Linked DNA regions of Zea mays: region 2 is linked to region 1. Evidence: chromatin contacts called from public Hi-C data. All regions are on one chromosome and are shown on one strand. The core of a region is the stretch at or near the end of the contact, and the rest is flanking DNA. Distances in the headings are between cores, read along the strand shown.

Region 1 (5,976 bases), core at 1,905-4,404:
CTCCTCTAAAGCATACCTTTATAGCTAAATAAATTTATCACGGTATTCACTAGCTGTCAGTTTGCCTTGCGTAAGTGACAAAAATTCCTTCTTCTTAATTTTCATCAAGCCTGCAGGAATGTGATAGTTCCTAAATTGTGTAGAAAATTTTGCCCAGTTGATAGTGTTGGCAGCAGCATGGGCCGCACAGTAGGAGTCCCACCAATCAACGGCGGGGCCAGTGAGACAACCCGACGCATATAGCACCTTCTCCCGGTCAGTACATTGAGCAATATTGAGCATCTTCTCCACTGACTTCAGCCAATCATCTGCATGTAGAGGATCTAGAGAGCTGGAGAATGTGGATGGCTTGTGACTCATGAATTCCCAGTACTTGTCCTAGGGTGGAGCTGGTGGTGGTGGTGGAGGTAGTGGTGGTTGTTGCTGTCGTTCTTCTCTCATCTCCTGTCGCATTTCCTGCTGCTCCTGGCGCATCTTTTGACGTTCTTGCCACACATCTAAGCTTGCATTTCCGTCATAGTATTTGCCATCTTCTGCAGCAGCTGCATCTCAGCGGCAGCTACTGAATCTGTCCCAGTCGGTGGAGGGTTCGATGGAGGATTCATCTCTGGTTGTGGTTGGTTAGCAATCCTCCTGCGATGCCTGTTGCCAGGTAGATCGATATCGCCTCCCTTCCTGGTATTGACCATCTAGGTTAGAAACACATGGTAAGATAGAATTGCAGATAATACAAGTAACTATGAGACATGATCTTTTGCGATCTTAATAGCTCAGTAGAGTAGTGTGTCAACTACTAATTACCTTATGGTGGTACATGCTAGAATGCCCTGCTATACTATTTCAGTCAATCAAAGAAGCAAATCAAGCATTTATCATTAGAACAAACATTCAAACAATTTAGATAGAGAAAATATATATTATTTTTTTGTCTTAGGGCTCCAATTTCTTTAGAGGTTCTTATATGCAGGATTCCAAGGTGTGAAATCCTTCTTGTCTTTCTAGAGTAGAAAAGATATGAATAGTTAGAGTAGAACAGCCAAAGGTGAGACTGGATCAAGAAAAGTATAGAAGGAATCAGAGTAAAGGTAAGTAAGTAAGGGTTTTGTCTAGTTTTATCTAGGTTTCGTCCTACAGTCAACATTTGCTCTGATACCACTTCTGTCACACCCGGATTTAAGGAATAAAGATTTAAGGAATAAAGACGGGTGCATTTCATATGTGCGCTAAAGAAGAACAACACATATAATGACCAAGTGTATAGAGATAAATGTCAAAAATATTATTACATAGCGGAACTGTCTTACAAAAATAAATGATAATAATAAAGCGAACTATTAATTATTCCTTGGTGCCATGAAGCTAACTGGGAGACACTACCTAGGTAAGCTCGTACTCCTCGTTGTAGACCTCCTTCTGTACTACCTGCCTTCACCTATGGGGGGGTTATATATCGCAAGGGCGAGCTCACAAAAGATCATAGCTCAACAAGTTGTGGGGAATAATATGCATGGACTCACCAAAGGTGGGAGCTCATGTGAAGTGTAAGGCTGTTCAATAAATAATGGTTGAAGCTGAGCATTGTTTTTAATAAGTTGGTCAAAAATTTATTTAGCAGTTACTAAATGTAGGTGTATACCAACCCAAAGTAATAGTAGATCAAAATTAATAATAAACCACAATGCGATGCAAATGAAAAATTAAATTTACTTCCATAAATTAATCGTGTGAGTGTCCGAGCCGCTCATAACCGTGAGCACGACTGATATACCAGTTTTACACTCTGCAGAGATTGCACATCTTTACCCACAAGCCATGCTACCCATTTGCCAAGGGGTCTAGAAGTCTCATTCATCTTTACCGAGGAGACAAGGCAGAGTAGCACTACGAGGCCTTTCCAAAGTTCCACTAGTTTGAGAATACCCGCTACGGATTCAGGAAGAAGGAAGCATAGGAATCCCCCGTCTGGAAAGCTAAACAGACAGTCCGACCCGAGAACCTCCCTATAATCTGCAGCGACACCTCCCCGCTTGCCCCTTTCAGGTAAGGTAATCTCTCCCAGCTTTCCTAATTACTTGGCCAAGGGTGTCCCGTTCTACCCTTGTGGTAGCACTGTTTTCCTGGGTGGTTCTCCATGTTCCAATTAACACAGTAAACTTATCATGAACAATAAATAATCAACAATCATAATAAAGAATGATCATGTGTCAAATTTATCTCAACACCCAAAACCACATATAGCAATAGCAGGACTACCCAAAAGTTCAGTGGTGATCAAGGCACAAATTAAAGCAGACTAGGGTGACCTATTGGGTCCCATCAAAATTAAGCCTAAACATGCCTAGTGATTATAGAGAACATTATTGGGTAATTAAAAGTGGTCAAGGGCACAACTTGCTTTCAACGAGCTCATGTTCAATAGTTTCCACCTGCTGAGCACCTGGGTCCTCAGTTGCTTGCTCATCTACTCGCCACAATACAAACAAATATGGTACAGGAGAAATTAACATCACACCAAATATTAGAATAGAATGCATGATAAGTTTCTACGCATCGTAACGAGATCGCAGGTTCGAGAATCACTAAATTCGGAGTTACGGTTAAAGAGTTATGATTTTCCAAAGAGTATACAATAAATTAAGTGGATAATTTTGATATATGTTTCAGGATACAACAGAGTTACCAGGTGATAAACAATATTAATACAAAATTAATGCAACTGGACCGGATCAAAAAGGAGTTAAAATGAATTTTCTATGAATTAAATGAGATTCTGGAATTATTTTTATATAAGAAACTCAGTTTCAGTGTATTTTTACTAATTATACAACTGATTGGACTATGAGCATAATATTGTGAATGCCTAGGGTCCAAATTATAAAGCTGGGGACCTGACTATTGCATTTTTTTCTACTACAGAGGACGACAAGTTAAATCCTACTTCTCTCTAGGGCTCTTAAGTGAAAATGGCATGGCGAAGGGGTATCACGAGACATGGGCCACCCGATCTGAAATTTGGGGTCCAGATTAGATCGGCCCAACCTTATAGGGCTTTTCTTCAAGACCATTGATCCTAAGATCGATGGTGGACACTAGGGCCCCAGGAAGGCCACCCGATCAAAAGTCGACGATCGCGATCGAATCCTTGAAACGCTATAGCCCGACTCAATCTCAACCGCTCATCGGAAAACCAACGGACAGGGGCTGTCTTCCACCTGAGGACTCGCCCCAAACATGGTGGCTCCACCGCGCCCACGGCGGAATGAATCGCCGACGACGTAAGTCAACAGCCTTGGCGCCGCGACCCACGCAAGACACGTGCTACCCCATGTGAAAGACCTAACGAGTGGAGAGGGTTATCCAATTCCAGCCATAGGGGTAGAGGAAAGTTGAGCCACGACACATTGTGATGTTGCAGCAGAGCTACAACTCTGGTCGTCAGTTCCTACCGCAGGTGCCCCCAAACTCAACACCAAACGAAATCTACTCCTTAAGCGAATAAAAGGAAAAAGGTTCTCACCACGGAGCTAGATGCTACCGGCGCAATCCATGGTGGTGCGTCGTTGTGCGGCAAAGTCAAAGTTCGGCGAGAAATTGTTGCTCGCCGACCGTCGCACACGCCCGAGACGATTGACGAGCACCATCGTGGCGGCTTAGGGAAGCTCCCGGGCACGGCCCACGGACCCTCCGACGGTGTCTGGGCGCAATTGACTATGGTGCCCCCCCAATTTCTCCATTCACGCCCTCCTTCCGCGCTCAAGACCGTGGCTAACATCAATCTGCCCGAATCAAGGGCGCGGAGTTGCGGTGGCATAGGTCATATAGGCCCGAGCTCGATGCGGGGTGGTTGGGAGGCCGTTGTTGTGCTAGGCTAGAGCGCGCGCGTTCCGGTAGGGTTGTTGCGACCATGGCGGCTAAGTCGAAGCTGAGGCGTGGGTCCCATGACTCGGTGACCGACACCCTAGGCACAAGCGCCACGCAGGATGGTGAGGCAGGCGCGTGGAACCATATTTTCGACGCAAGGATCCTACGGCCAGAGCGCGCGTAAGACGCAGACGAGTGGGTCCCACTCTGCAGTGGCATAGGGTGTGCGTGCGCGAGAATAGGCCACGACAATGGGTTGACTGGGCCAAAATGGGGAGTAGTAGCCCAACTGACTTCTTCTTTCTTTTTCTTTTAAAAATTCTTTTTTTATCTCCGCATCAAAGATTCAAACTAAATTCAAATTCTGGCTTTAAATTTTTAGTCTTGCAAAATTTAATAGAATTCTAATTGTGAATATAACTCCAACTGTTTGCCTTATTTATTTTTCTTCCTATTATTTTTCACTCCTTTGCTCCTATATTTTTCAGAGCTCGAATTTGAATTCAAAGCTAGATTTGTTTTTGTTTTAATTGTAAGCTTGAGTTTTAATGCACAAACAAAGGAATTCCAGCATGATGCATAACTTCACGTGTTTATTTGGTATTTAGTTAAAAGAAATATGCCTCATGAATAAGTCACATACTTAAAATGGCTTCTTTATTATTTCTCAACTGACTAGAGCCTTGGGTACTCTGTACTAGGGTTTATAGCTTAGTGCAGGTGGCCTCTTTAGAACCAAAATCAAATTGAGCAACGATAGTTTCATCGTCACCGACAATAGTGTAATCGTCTAAAAATGTAATCACATTAACATCCGTACCTAGGTGCTCGGGCGAGGCTTCGCAGTCGACCATGTCCTCCCCTAGTAAATCGTCCTCCCATGCGTTGTCCTCATCCATGGGTGTTGGCATGTCGTTGGAGGCCCTGGTGGGGTGTAGGGGGTCCGGACTTGGAGGTCAAACGATTTGCTCTTGGCTTCGACGGTCCGGCTTCTAGAGGCAGACTGTCCGCATTACCTATAGGGACCTGCGCAGCTGCTTTTCATCTTCTATTTTTATGGCTGCTTGAGTTGCTTCGGTGGCCTTTGATTTCCACCTTTTTGTGGTGGTGGATACTATGGATGTGTGTCATTGAATATTATTTATGCCTCCTTTTCCCTGCTGTCCTTTGCTATTAAACACTACAATTTTCGTTTTTGAGAACGTGTTAGTCCTGGTGGGCATCATCGGGGCATGGAGTACTTTGGGTAACCTGTTTTACTTGTTGCTCCTGTGTCTTCCTCCTTGTTGTTTTGGCCGATTTACCTAAAATCATCGGCCCTTCATGGTTCCACTGTATGACGACATCTGTTGTGCCTATTTTGATGATATCTCCATTTGTTGTTCTCTTGGCGTTAGTGGATATTTTCTCTCCATGTCCCTTACTAGATTGGTCAGCCTTTTTGGCCGAGTAGTTTGGCATCCATGCCTGGTGACCAGATTGAGGTGAACCCAATCGGTCTTACACTAGTAGTGCTAACTTGTCAAATACAAAAGTTTGGGGTGCCTCCCAAGCGGGATACTATGGCATCCCATACGAATACGGTGGTAGGAGTTTGGACATAGGGTGGTAGTAGGTATGCATATTGATATGGCACAGGTTGATATAGGGGTGGAGGTGTCCATGTGGGCACATTGGTTACTAATTGGACATTATTCTTAGGTGGCTCAATAGATCCTACCTGCCTCTTATAATGAGGTGAATGGGGTCGTTTTGCTGGCCGATTGTTGGGACCGGCCTTATTTTTCACATATTTGGATAGTAATTGATCAAAGGTTGTGCTGACTTTGACTAGCCAACCTGACTCTTTAGATTTATTGGTCTTCCATGTACCTACTTCTGGTCGTCGAGGCTTGAAGGTACGTGGTCGTCGTTGCTCTTGGGTACTGTCGGGTCGTCTGCCTGACCTGTACGAACTGTCCAGCGGTGTCCCAGACCATCCAAGCCTGCGTGCTAGACTGTTCGTGATGTGTAGAATAGGGCGCTGCATTTGGCCACCCACCTGCGCCTGCTCCCTAGCGTTGGAGGCCAGGTTGGTGATCTTCAACGTCTCCCCTCCATCCGGGCTCTTCTCTA
Region 2 (5,976 bases), core at 1,692-4,191, 410 kb before region 1:
TACAACAAAGAGTAATTAATAATATTACAGACTAGAGCCATTTACATAATATAAATCAAAGTACACAGAATCGAAACGTAGCCAACGTAAACAACCCACCACAGGCAGCTGACTGGGGGAGGTTGCTAGCCTAATCCTCGAACTCGTCGAAGTCCTGGAACTCCTGGAGATCCGCCTTGACACCTTCTTCTTTACCTGAGCATAGATTGCACCAAAGGCAACCTAGTGTTTTGTGAAAGCAAGGGTGAGTACACATCAACGTACTCAGCAAATGTCCCATTTGGCTGTAGTGGACTAGCTTTATGTGGGGTTACGGTCAAGCAGTTGCTTTTAGTTGATCAGGTAATTATTACTAGTAGAGAGCCAGGTTTTAACATTAACTCAAGTTGTTAACCCAAAAGTACCCTTTCCAAATGGAAAGAATACTAGAAACCATAATCATAATAGAAACCAACATTATCCTCATCATCATCTGTAAACAGAACATCTCTGATCAATGTGTCTCTAATCAATGGAGCTCCCTTGGCCGCTCATAACTGCGAGCATGGCTGATATACCAGTTTCATAACGCTCTGCAGAGGTTGCGCACTTTACCCACAAGCCGTGATTCCCTTTCTAGCCCTGGCTTGCAAGACCCTTATTCACTTACAAGGTGAATGGCCAGGGATTCACTACGAAGCCTTTACAAAGATTCCCTGAGGTTGTAGCCGCCCGTTAGGTTTCCTAAATGCACCACACTCCTCCCTAAGGGGCGAACCAACCTTGGCAGAGCGAGCCGCATACATCGAGCCCCATTAACGGCATGACGGCGAAGCGAACTACACCCCAGTTCCTCTAATTATTCAGCTAAGGGCGTCCCATTCCACCCTCATGGTTGCACTGTTTTCCCGGGCGGTCATCCAACGAACCAGTCCTTACGGAGAGGCACTCGAGAAACAGCTCGAGTCCCCTTAAATGCCACAAGTATATCATCATATCCAGAATAAAACCATAGTATCATCATTGTATCTCATCATGTTCATTGATTAAAGTAAAGCGCTAGCATGAAGCTAACCATAGTAACCCAAAAGGTAATCAAGGACAAGGTAAATAGAAAGGTAGTCAATCCTTACGTTGTTCATAGTATGCGGGACAGTGAATTATAAAGTAAATGGGACATAATGGGTCAGAGGACACATGCCTTCACCAAACATATGCTCAGGGTCTTCAGCCTCGTAGAACTCAAAGAGTTTGATCTCTTGGTCGCCGAAGCTTGACCGTCAATTCCTCGAAGCTCGGAATGGATCATAGTCTATTCGTGCCGCGCAACGAATACAAACAGGCACAAGTAAACATATACTTGCATAAGAACATTACACCATACAAGATAAAATATTATAAAAGCGAGCAATATAAAATAGAGAGCGCTTCTACGATTACACGTGGAAAATAACCGCGATAGTTGGAGCTACGGTCGAGAAGTTATCAAGTTTACGCTAAACAAGTATTAGTTAGAACATTTAATTCGACATAATTATATTAATTGACTACTACTTAGTTTTGACTAACTTACTATTTTAATAGTCGACGATTAAAGAAATAGCTAATTAACTGACATGAGAGATTATAAGCTAAGGGTTTAATATCACGCGTGGACAGCGCGCGATACTGCGCGAACGACACGCGACAATGTGTACGACACGCGAAAACGGTGCGCACGACACACGCGAATGACTAACTAATGTCACGTTTATACTAAGCAAGAATAAATTAAAAAACATTTGAATTGGCATAATCACATTAACATGTATTTATAAAAGGGTAGCTTAAAACGATAAGTTAGTTTTAACTAACTGTTATTTTTTAATAACCAACGAACGAACTAACAATTAACTAAATAAATAAAACATGGGTCTCGACAAAACAATATTTTTAATGTGTGCATGACATTATTACGAAGCTAACGCAATCCGAATAAAATAAAATGGATTTAACATAAACTCTAACATGTATTTAATAAACCGCAAATTTAAAGTGATGTGGTGCGTTGTGATTGGTCTGAGCCAAATCCCAAGGATGGTCATGGATTTTGCATCCACATCGGATCCTTGGAGGACTATTTCCCTTGATCGCATGCAGCCAGGAGGGGAATACGACATGCAACATGGGGCCCACGAGCATTTCTACTTGCATGCCTTTTCCTTCTTGCACCCATGCATGACGCGTACGATTAACCGCAAGGGGCATTCAAGCGAGTCAGTTGCTGGCCAGGGAATGGAATGGACCACGTCGGCGTCGGCGGCCATGGCCAGGCGACGATGATGCGGCCTGTGGAGCAGGGTCCATGGCCGGCGGCGGTGGAGCACGAGAGGGGCGCGGTGGATGGTGCCACGGCGAGCGCATGGGACCCGTCAGCAGATGGGGAGGTGGAGGCACGGCTGGGCGGGCTGATTGACGGTGCGCGTGCAGGAGAGCTCGGTGGGCTAGCAGCCAGCACGACGGCTCACCGGCGGCATGACGCAGACGATGAGGCAAAGCGCGACATGGCACAGGGTGAGCTCGCCGGGACGAGGTGGGAGTGGGAGGACGCCATGGAGCATACCTACACGGCAGCGGCGAGCAGACGTCGATCTGGCGGCGCGACGAGCAGCTCCAGAGAGGCGAGGGCGAGCAGCATAGTGCTGATCTGGAGCGTCATGGGCGGCTGGGCGAGCGGTTTTGGTGAGGGAGAGGGGACATGGGCATAGCCAGAGGAGAGAGGTGGTTTTGGGAAGATGAATAGTGCCTTGCGGGCTAGGCAACTTGTCCACGCGTGCACGTTGTGCAGCCAGGCAGACAGCACGAGAGGTGGGCTGGGGGCGCGCTGGGCCAAATGGCCGAGATGGTCCAGGGCAGGGGCAGCGGCTGCGGTTGCGCAGGGTGGGTCGAGGGGGAGGGTGCGCTGCTGAGCTGGGGCGTGGTGGGCCCTACGTGCCATGGCCACGCCTGGGTCGTCACGTCGCTGTGGGCGAGCTGTGAAGGCTGTCGCACCGAGCCAGCGCGCCGCTGCGTTGGTAGGTCGTGGGCCGCCGAGCCGAGGCTGCCGCGCTGGGCAGATGAGCTGGCCACGGATCGTGCTGCTCCGTCGCGCCAGGCAATCGAGCCGAACGACCACTACAACTCTGAGGGGAGAGGAGAGACAGGCGTGGGAGATAGTCCTGGGATGGTCGGACGCGCAGGGAGAGAGGGCGTGCTCGTCGGGGAAACTTGGAACCGCCAACGACGTGAGCAGGAAAGGGAATCACAATGGAGATAGAGGGAGGAGTGGAGGAGATGACGCATGGGCCCACCTGTAAGAATGAGAGAGTGAGGGGAGATGAGAGCATGGTGGTTCAGGGAGATGGGCTGAACGACCGTTCTCTTTTTTTTAATTCTTTTCTCTTCTTTTTTATTTCTCTTCTTTTCGTATATATAGGAATAGTAGAAATTAAATATATATTAGATCCAGCCCAAAATAATTTAAATAAAACTAAATGCGATAGCAATCAAAACTATGCTTCAGCATGAAATGCAGCACACAAAGCTTCCCTAGGGTTCAATTCAGTAGGCTTACGTTAACAAAATAACACTTCATTATTAAAAAAATAGAAAAGCAAGGAAAAGAGAGGGTAACACCTGAATTTGGTGGATATTAGAAAAAAGAAATTTTACACCCCAAATTCAGGGTGTTACAAATCTAACCCCCTTAACAGAAACCTCGCCCTCGAGATTCAAGAAGAGGCAAGCAAGAAAATGAGATTGGTTCATCGGTCTTTCATAGCTTCTTCTAACTCGACTTTGACTCTGGCAACTTTAATTTGCGGACCGGTTGCTTTGACCTTTAGATGATTGAGACTGATTGATGCAATTCTTGAGGATCTCTTGGACCTGTGGGTTAGGACCCACACACGCTTTCGTTGTGCCACTCTGATCTTGTTGGTTGATGTTGATCGCGTTGTCTTCATTGGGGTTAGCGGCTAACCCCTTTATAGGAGCATTGATACACACTTGATGAAGATGCTGCCGACTCTGATCTTGACTGATTTGGAGGAGTTGGAGGTTGCCAAATGGATAGGCGCAAGAGGAAAGAATAGCGAGAAAAGGTAAGTACAGACGGATCAGAGAGAGCAGGGGGAGAACCCAACTACTTAACTCTACGACACTCACCTAGTAAACAGATGTCATTGCGAACCAAGGGCCACAACACATCAACACTCATTCCAAAGAAGCAAATCAGTCATAGCAGAAGGACAAACATCATGAGAACACATCAACAAACATCTCGTTGCTATACGTTAATGTTAACTAGATGGTGGTCTTTCCTTAAAAAGGGGATACTACTCTAAGGCCATCGAAAGGCAAGGGGAATAATAAGACATGTAGGGTAGGGGCATGAGCATAATAAAGGATGGAGCTAAAGCAAGGATTGTAATCGACAAGGGAGAAAATGCAACCAAGGGCAGGGTAGGTAAAACACCATTCTCAAATCGAGATGGGAAAGATGATATTTCAAAAGGTAGGCATAGGATAAGCATCATGGAAAGATCTAGATATTAGGAAGGTAAGGGTGATATCGAGCAAAAGCTAAGACTTGCAACGCGACAGAGGAAAAGGGAACAGACACTCTTGAAATGAAATGGGGAAGGCGACTTTAAAATGCAGGTACATGATAAGCATCAAAGTAAAGATCGAGGGATGACAAGGGTTAAGGTGATTATGAACAAACACACAACAAAGGATGTATTTTAGGCAAAGCTTGCAAGGCATCAAAGAAGGGGAAGCAATCAATGGTGAAGTAGGTGAGGCATTATCCTCAAACAGCGATGAAAAAGAGGAGGCTTTAAAGGGTAGGTTCAAAGTAAGCATGTGGGCAAGGGCATAGGTATCACGAGAGTTTAAAGGTGATAACGGACAAGGATGTAGGAGAGGAGGTAAATGTGCATAAGAACCAAGAATATAAATACCACAAAGGATGAAGTTAAGACAAGACCTGCAAATGGAAAAGGAGAGGGTACGTCCAAGGGCCAAATAGGTAAACTGCCACTCTCAAATTGAGGTGGAAAAGAGGAGATTTTTAAGGAGCAAGAATAAAGATAAGTATTAAGGCAAGACCAATGGATGACAAGGTAATGGTGAAGCAAATAAAACACACAGCAAAGGATGGAATTAAGACAAAACTTGTAAGGTGACAAGGAGTGAAAAGAAATCAAGGGAGAGATAGGTAACTCGCAACTCTCAAACTAGGTTGAAAGAAAGGGGAGACTTTTAAAGGATAAGTTCAAGGTAAGCATTCAAGTAGAAGACATCAATTTTGCAAGGGTCAAAGGCGATAACAGACAAGGGTATGCGAGAGAAGATGAAGGCATTGAAGAGCCAACAGTACAAGTACAACTAAGAATGGGATCACGACAAGACTTGCAAATGGCAAAGATGAGGTTACGAACAAGGGCGGAATAAGTAAAACACCACTCTCGAACTGAGATGGGAGATTAGAGATTTTAGATAATAGACATAATGTAATCACAAGGTAGGATAGAGTGATGAGAAGGGTAAAGGAAATGACAAACAAAACACAACAAAGGATAGAGTTAAAAAAACTTGCAGGTGACAAAGAAGAGGATACGACCAAGGGAAGAGTAGGTACAATACAATGATCAGATTGAGATGAAAAAGAGAATATTCTAAAGACCGGTATAAGATAAACATCAAGGTAAGATATAGAGGTGATAAGGATAAAGGTGATAATGATGAAAAGCATAACCATGGACAAAGTTAAGGCAAGACTGACGAAGTGGAGAAAACAAGCAAGGGTAAGATAGGTAAGATTCCAACAAAATGGTTGAAGTAACTGAAATTATTACCGAGGGAAGTTATAAAGAAATGATGAGATCATCAAGGATGTGCGAAATAGAACGGACATTCATGGATCACCAAGAAATAAGGCTGGTCAAAAGCATGTTAACCGGAATGTCTTAAACA

What was found. Hi-C and Micro-C count contacts between places; a contact is called where the count stands out from the background.
Region 2: a Hi-C map of leaf shows a contact between it and region 1, with 4 times the contacts expected there. The contact joins two enhancer-like sites. A contact is called at or near these places in 3 of 25 Hi-C or Micro-C datasets (leaf and leaf mesophyll).

What each region holds. Positions count from the first base shown.
Region 1 is chr3:92,119,174-92,125,149 of Zm-B73-REFERENCE-NAM-5.0, reverse strand. No RefSeq gene overlaps it. Among protein-coding and RNA genes, the nearest start is that of LOC109945247, 72 kb to the right of the region's middle. Within about 2 kb of position 3,154, at least 17 of the 20 cell types and tissues checked have an H3K27ac peak or open chromatin away from gene starts, as enhancers often do. A contact at or near this core is called in leaf and leaf mesophyll, where this site is marked.
Region 2 is chr3:92,529,561-92,535,536 of Zm-B73-REFERENCE-NAM-5.0, reverse strand. No RefSeq gene overlaps it. Among protein-coding and RNA genes, the nearest start is that of LOC109945042, 13 kb to the right of the region's middle. Within about 2 kb of position 2,941, at least 18 of the 20 cell types and tissues checked have an H3K27ac peak or open chromatin away from gene starts, as enhancers often do. A contact at or near this core is called in leaf and leaf mesophyll, where this site is marked.